Linked DNA regions of Arachis hypogaea: region 1 is linked to region 2. The links are chromatin contacts, called in public Hi-C maps. All regions are on one chromosome and are shown on one strand. Each heading gives the region's core, a stretch centred on a gene start, on an enhancer-like site or on the middle of the called end of the contact. The rest is flanking DNA. Distances are from core to core; before and after follow the strand shown. Region 1 has its middle 9.1 kb from the start of LOC112748197. Region 2 holds the start of LOC112750085 (chaperone protein dnaJ 16).

What was found. A called contact is a pair of places that touch in the nucleus more often than the background predicts.
Region 1: a contact with region 2 is called in a Hi-C map of an unstated tissue, with 4 times the contacts expected there. The contact joins the enhancer-like site here to the promoter of LOC112750085 in region 2. A contact is called at or near these places in 2 of 8 Hi-C or Micro-C datasets (leaf and an unstated tissue).

What each region holds. Positions count from the first base shown.
Region 1 is chr15:29,165,708-29,169,733 of arahy.Tifrunner.gnm2.J5K5, forward strand. No RefSeq gene overlaps it. Among protein-coding and RNA genes, the nearest start is that of LOC112748197, 9.1 kb to the right of the region's middle. Within about 2 kb of position 2,039, at least 2 of the 3 cell types and tissues checked have open chromatin away from gene starts, as enhancers often do.
Region 2 is chr15:29,042,718-29,046,728 of arahy.Tifrunner.gnm2.J5K5, forward strand. It overlaps LOC112750085 (chaperone protein dnaJ 16), which reads right to left and starts at 2,123. Exons shown (of 11, transcript XM_025798618.3): 1 at 1,453-2,123; 2 at 185-308. The coding sequence starts at 1,601.

The DNA of each region.
Region 1 (4,026 bases), core at 789-3,288, 120 kb after region 2:
TTTAACAAGTTCTTTATTTTGTCACGCAACTTTATTTCCTCATCGATCTTAACCACCGTACCATAGTTTGAACTTTAATTTGATGATTTCGAAGAAACTACAGAGATGAGAACCCCATTGTACAAAAAGAAAAAAAAGGTGTAATTGTTATTAATTACGGTTTAAATTTTAGAGAGATGAATATTTATTCCTCTTCATGAAGCTGCAGGTACCACAAATTGTTCTAAATAAATTAACAAAAAATAATCATAGTAAAAGAAGAAATTATTATTCGCATGCAAACGGGAATATCAGATTTTTTGCACCGAAATTATTGTTTTGTTCACACAAGTCTGCCATCTCTATATATAGGCTTAATTTTATAACAAAAAAAAAAAAAAAAAAAACCCAACTTTGGTATATAAACAATGAACTTTGAAAGAAAGGAGCAAGAAAAGGAGAGAAATTATCTTGAAATTCAATTCTACTAAAATATTAAGATAATCATGATGCAATGACTTCTAATCTGACTATAAAAAGCCAAACTTCCAAATATATTTTTTAATATTTCAACTTAAGATGTTTACCCTAGTTTAGTTATCAAGTCTTCTATATTGGCTACAATTATATATACAAGCTTAATTTTATTATCTCTAATCACAATGTTCAATGCATGTATGCAATAAGATGATGACTATTTTTCCTACATTATACCTAACTTAATTGATAACACATTTTCTCTTTAATAAAATCTCTGAAAAATTATTAATGCAAAGCGTTGAAAGCAATGAATTGAATACAGCTAAAAAATAATAAGGTAAAATTAAAGTGAATGGTCGACAGATATATGGTTTAGAAAAAAATGAAGCGTGCCTTCGGGAGACAAGCTCACTTTTGAACACGGTGACGTGTGAATTATTGAGCCTTCAAATTTCAATTCTCAAAATATAAACAATTATTTTTTAATGAATATTAGTTTATTTTTTTAATTACGAATTTATTTTTTTAACTCTTATTGTTTAAAAAAAATTTAAGATTTAGGATTAAGATCTAGCGTTTATTATTTAAGATTTAAATTTAATATTTAATATTTAAAATTTAAATTAAAAAATTAATTTTTTTAAAAATATTACTTAATCTTAATTAAAAAATAATTGATGATTTTTTACGAAAATTATCTTTAATATTGAGTTGATAATAGTGATTTTTAAGATTATTGACTAATGTTGGGATGCAATATCAAATATGGTGCCATTTGATTTAGGGTACAAAAATAAAACTTTTTTTATTTTTGTTTCAAAAAGTAAAAAAAAATATAAGATAAAGAAATTAGATAATTTTATTTCTGTTTTAAAAAAATTAAAAAATAAAAATTTTAAAATCAGATTTTCAATTTTAATTTTTTTTACAATTTTAAAAAATACTAAAATTTATAATATTAAGATATATCACTCAATTCACACTTATAAAAAAAATATTTTTTTTACCTGAACTCCATTACATCATGTTTTCCCTAAACTATAAAGATAGTACATAGCATTTGAATACCTTTCAACCTAGCTAGGTTGTTTTTATTATTATTATTTTCTTGTTTGTTTGTTTAGGAGACAGGTGTGCTATTGACATGAAAAAATATAATGTTTTTTGCCTTGAAAGATTAGAGAAATTATTATTGAGAGAAGGCTACTTGCTACCTAATAAAGAAACACTAAATATACGTATTATTTCCTTGTTTCACCTCTTCATATATAGATATCACATCAAAGGGGTGGAGAATGATGCAACACCTTTAAATTAAATATATTTGATATTTGATCATATATATTATAAATTTGTAAAGAAAAGAAATGACAAATTAAATGACGCATTTTTTTTAAATTTTAATTTTCTTGATGAAGAATTGAAGATAACGTGTGAATTATTAACGCTGAAAAACCATGTTCTTTGCTCCCCGGTTCCCTTGCTGAGAACGAAATTCGGAGTTGAAATTATTACAATGCAAGTTGAGAGTAGAGACATATAATTTAATCATTTTTATATTCTTTCTCTTGTACTTAGGAGACAATGTAGCTTCCATGATATGCATATGCTTGCTGTACTCTTTATATACTCCATTATTTGTTCTTACTACTTCATGGATGAAGAAATACATGCAAAAAGGCAATAAGTCTTAACATTTTAAAATAATTTTTTTTAGTTACAAAAATTCTTGTATTTTGTGACAAATAAATACTTTATTATAAATAATATTGAATTTTGTGACAAATTAATTTTTTGTTACAAAATAATTGGAGTTTTTGAAACAAACGAATATTTTCTTATAAAATATTTTAAACTTTTGTAACAACTTTATCTTTTGTTACAAAATATTATAAAATTTTATAACAAAAACACTGATTGTTACAAAAGCTAATATAATTTGTAACAAACAAATCAAATCGTTACAAAATAACAAAACGTTTTGTAACAAATTATATTGTTATTACAAAACATTATTATTATATAACAATGATTAAGTTTTGTTAAAAAAAAAATAATTTTTGTTACATTTCTTGTAGTGGTATAACATTTTTACCATGATTAACTGTAACGAAACCATTTAGAATTTAAGATATTAGATATCGAAATATATGAATGAATATATATGTATTTAATATGTATTTTTATATAATTTTTTTTAACCCGTGGAAGTAAAATTCAGCTAATAGAAATAACTAGGTAAATTGAAGTATAACTGAGTGAAATGTCTAAAGTTAGTTATTTTGCTATTGCTAACTAAAATTAGTTACTAAAACTAGATATTTTAAGTGTGAGCTAAGTTAACCTGAATTTATTAATTTAAATTAGTTGTTCACGTTATAATCTGTTGTGTATAGATTTTACTATTAGTTTAGTGTGGTGTACTTCACTAGACTAAGCAACAGAGGAAGATAAAGAGTGAATGAGTTAATACTATAATTACTTAAATAGCTATATCATTAATTGTATAGTGTCAACATTGAAAAAAAAAAGTGCCACATGTTAATTTTTATTAACAGAAATGGAGCTTCATTGGCAAAAAGGTGGAAGTGATTTCGTGTACATTTGATAGATAATTTTATTCTTCGTGTGATCTTTTGTGTATTTATGTTCATTTTTTCTTAAAGTAAATGCTAATAAAAACGAAGCGTATTATCAGAAAAATAAAAAAGAAGACATGTTTTACCATAGTGAAGACACAAGAGGATTATGTGGATGTTGTATAAGAAAATTTGAAACTGCATAATTGTGGTTTATAATAACGAAAAGTTTTTGCTTTTATGTGATAAAAAATCATGGTTCAGAACTATAAAAAATGAGGTTTACTTTTGAAACCAAAATCGTGGTTCATAACCACGAAAATGAACTATTTTTCTTAGTTTTTTTTTTTTTTTGGTTCAAAAGTCGGTTTTAAAATCACAATAAGAGATTTAATTTTAGACCACCTTTTTTACTTAGTAAGGAGTGTTGTACTTCTTGTTTTGGTATAATAGAGGGTTGAACTAGGAGTACAGGAGAAAAAAAATTTTAGCCTAAGAATTTAAATCATTTGAGCTAACTCTAATTGGATGAGAATTTAGAATTTATGTTTAAAATTCAAGTTAGAGTGTTTTTTTTTTGTTTAAGATAATATTTATCTTATTTTTTTTTTTTTTTTAAAGTTAGGAGTGAACCTCAAATCTAAATGAAGATAAAAAAACTATACTATTTGAATTATAACTTGTTATTATTTAATTCTTGGTCTTTGTATTTATTTTATTTTAGCAACGTAAAGGTCCCTCCGTGCATCATAGAATCATAGGAGGAGGGTAATACTAATGTTAGTGGGCTTACAGTAGCTCTCACGAATTGTCATTGTTTTTGCCTCTTTTTTACATTTTAAAACAAAAATGATGTCATAACAAGAATAAGCCCATTTACTTCAAAAATGTAATCGGACATCTTTGGAGATGTTTTGGACTTAGAAATATAACAGGTTTTTTTTTGTCATAGGAAATATAACAGTTTAGTTTTTTTTTCTTTCCCTTG
Region 2 (4,011 bases), core at 873-3,372:
AAAAAGATTCGAGCAAAAAATAAAAATGAAAAGAGAATCAACAGATTTACAGGTGGGGGGTGAGTAGCATGATTTAATCAAGATCGGAATTTAAACTCTTTTTTGCAAAATAAATTTCAAGAATCAATTATCCTCCTAATTCCAAAAGGCTTCATGGTTAATAATTTGAAAAAATGAGGGTCACCTCAAAACCAGCTGTGTCGAACTGACGACGCTTGTCAGGATCTGACAATATATTGTATGAAAAGGTAACCTCTTTGAACATATCAGCTGCCTTAGGATCATTAGCATTCTTGTCAGGATGATATCTGAAATGAAATAAATTTAACCAGTTAATTAATAATCAATCCTTTTCATCTAAAGAGACGATGAAATAGGGTATTCAAGAAATCAGGTGGCCAAGAAAGGGCATGATTTATTATTTAATTCAAGACATCTCCGGGAAGTCATTAAGTTTTTTGTAAACCATCCAGCTCATATCCAATGCATGAAAAACAATCAGACATCATGGGCAGAGATTAACAATTCAACATCTTTGCAGTGATATTTTGGGCTTATCTAGATGATCAATAAACAAGTTTCATGCCATGGGGATTTGACAAAGTCTTATGCTGACTATCAATTGCCTAACACAACCCTCCTCTATTATCTAGGCTTGAAAATCAACTATGCAAAGATTTGCCACAAAAGGTTCCCCCTATAACAGATAACGTTTCCCAATGTTGTATTCCATGATCTTTACCAGCCATTTCTCTTTTTTTTCCCAGGTCAATATATATCATCTTAATTTGATTCTAGCACACGGATATTTTAGCGATTATAAAACAACCTTCTATTCACCAAATTCCACAAACACACTATATTAGTTAAAAAGACTACCACCAACAATGATCGATACTAAAATAAAAGCATATTTGATCTTGAGTCAAATCTTCAAGAAGCAAAATAAACAAGACCACCCTCGCGAATATTGATTTCACCTAGACTTAGAAAAATCAAAGTAGAAGATTCGGCAAGCCGTTGCTCAAACGAATACTAGCCTTGACTACGTGTCCTCTGCTGAATCACTGTCTTCACATAGTTCTATTTTGTCTTAAGTCTCTCAGACTCTGAGAATTAAAACAAAACCAGTTTTCTATCAAACATCATTCAAAAAGTGAAGAAGTTCATTTCCCAACACATGGATCCCAGATTCAACAACATATTACTTCGGCCGATAGGATATTAGTACTAACATGCTGAAACTAATTTCAAATTTCAAATTTCAAATTTCAAATGTCAAATGTCAAATAAATACATAAAACCCTGTAAAATATTTTTTAAAAAATGCATATAAAATTATAAATCCCAAACTACACCAAACGAAATAGTATAAATATTGAACATTTTTGAATAAACAAATAAATAAATACGAAGCTAGTTGGAGAAGCAGAGTGAGGTAGGGGACTTTACTTGAGAGCCATTTTGCGGTAAGCGGTTTTGATTTCCTGATCGGTGGAGTTGCGGGAGACGCCGAGGACCTCGTAAGGGTCCCGCCGGAGCGGCTTGGCGCCGCCGCCGTCGGCGTGCTTCTCCGACGACTTGGACCGATGCCCCGGCATACTTCTTCCTAATACTTTCAGACAAACGGCGTCGTTTCGTCTTCTGCTTCTTACTATAGCAAACCCTAGAAGTGAGGTTCCTCCACTACCTGGCTACCTTGGTGTTCGAGGAAGAAGCTGTCAGGTTTTGGCGCCGTGCAATGGTGGTGAGAATGGTGGTGGTGGTAGTGGTGGCGGGGGAGTCATTGAAGAAAAAGGAGGTGGTTGAAAGAGAGTTTCGAAATTGTGGTGATGAGATCCAGAAACCCCATGGACCCCTCCAACCTGGAACTTCCCACAGCTCAGAGAGAGAGAGAGAGAGAGAGAGAGAGAGAGAGAAGAAAATAAAAAAGAAAGAAAAAATTGAGAACAATGACAACACCAAGCCAACAAACACAAGACAACAGGCCCTGCCCGAAAGAAAGAAAGAAAGAAAGAAATGAAAAGAAAAGAAAATTCGCCAGGGAAATTTCATTTTACAAGACGTCTTCTATTATTATTATTATTATTATTATTATTATTATTATTATTATTATTGTCAACATTTTAATTTGTAAGCACCAACGCAGAGTATATACCAATACTAGCAGAAGACCCGTGCGTTTTTATTTCTTGTTTCAACCTTTCTTTTCTTCAATCATCTTAGATGGTCATTTTTTTACTTATATTAGTAGAAGTATTTTTGTTGTTTAATTGTTTAATTAAAAATAAAAAATTTATTTATTCTATTACTATTTAAAATATATAAATATTTTTTTATTTTTTATAATTTATAGAAATTTTTTTAATTATTACTAAATTTATATTCATTCTTTCTATTTTTATTTTTTAAAATATTTACTTTAAATATCAACATACCATAGCACTTCTTAAAATTAGCTAAAGAAATTCTATTTTATAGTATATTGTATTTTGTTCAATCTCATTAATTATATGATAACAGATACAATTTAAAAATATAAACAATATAATTCAAAAAATAAACATAAATAAATATCATAACTAATATAATTTATGTATATAAAAAATTTAATTTATTGTGTTAAAATAATTTATTTTTAGTTAAAAAAATATTTTATAAAATATAAATTGTCATTTTTCAATGTTAATAGGGGTCTATGAAAAAGAGAGGATCGAATGCATAAAAAGATAAAGAACTTAAGGATTTGAAAAAACTATTATTTTGGCTTTTAATTTTTGTTTATTTGTTGATTGAAAAAAAAAAGAAAAAGAAAAAATAGATGTCTAAAATTTCTCATCAATTTTATTATTTTCTAAGATAAAAGAAAGAATTATAGAAACAAGTGCAAGGTTTCTTTTGTCTAACTTCAACTTGTTCCTACAAATTTCTTAACCATTATCTTTTAATCTGAATATTAACTTAGATGAGAGAGAGTACCACAGAGGACGTTATTTTTTGCTTTACCTTTTATTTTTTCGTTTTTGTTTTCTCTTTTATTCTTGAGTATTTACCGTTTTGGTCTTCAAAAAATTTTGGACCAGACATTTTAGTTTCCAATTAAAATTAATTACTCGCTTAGTTCCTAACAATTAATTCTGTGAGTCATTTAGGTCCTTGACTCCGTCAACTCTAACGGAAGACAAAATAGTTCCTGACAACTCTAACAGGGAATAAAATGATCCCTAACAACTCTAATAGGGGACAAAATAATCCATCACCCATTTGTTAGAAAACGACACTGTTCTTTCCCAATTTTTATCATATCTCGCATAACCCTAACATTCATACTCTCCTTCTTCACCTTTCACATTCTTCTTTTCCATTTTTTCTTTTCTCCTCAGTTCCGAGATCAAGTCATTGTGTAACTGCCACGCGTGTCGTGCCTACCTCAACATGTCATAGACCACACACTTCCTAAATCTCTGTGACTGGTACACCCATCTCCTCTGCACTTCACCCACCAGAAGCATCCACTTCTACGTCCTCGATAAAAGCATCACCTCCAACCCCGACAACGTCCACCACATCCTCAAGACCAACTCAAGGCCACATTTTTCTCCACTCTCCGGCAAGTAATATAGATTGTTGGACATTAGGACATCATGAAGATATTCTCCTTCGACATGCAAATTCTCATTTGAAATTGACCCCAAATGCTTCATTCCTTCTTTCCCGAAGTCCATGTTAACAGACTGCTTCTACCTCGCATCCAAACTATCAGTACAACGAGCAATGTCGTCGTTGCCGCTCATATGAAAACTGAAGCGATTACTAAACATTGGTTCAAAGAAAAAGCTACAGAAAACAATTAGAGTGGTGGACAATGTGGTCATGGAGATGATATAACAAAGGAGGAGGGAGATGACGACGGGTCTTAACAAATCAGACTCGCTGTCTAGATTCATGGGATCTATCGAAGATGACAGGTACTTGAGAGACGTAGTCATTAGTTTCCTGAGTATGAATTGG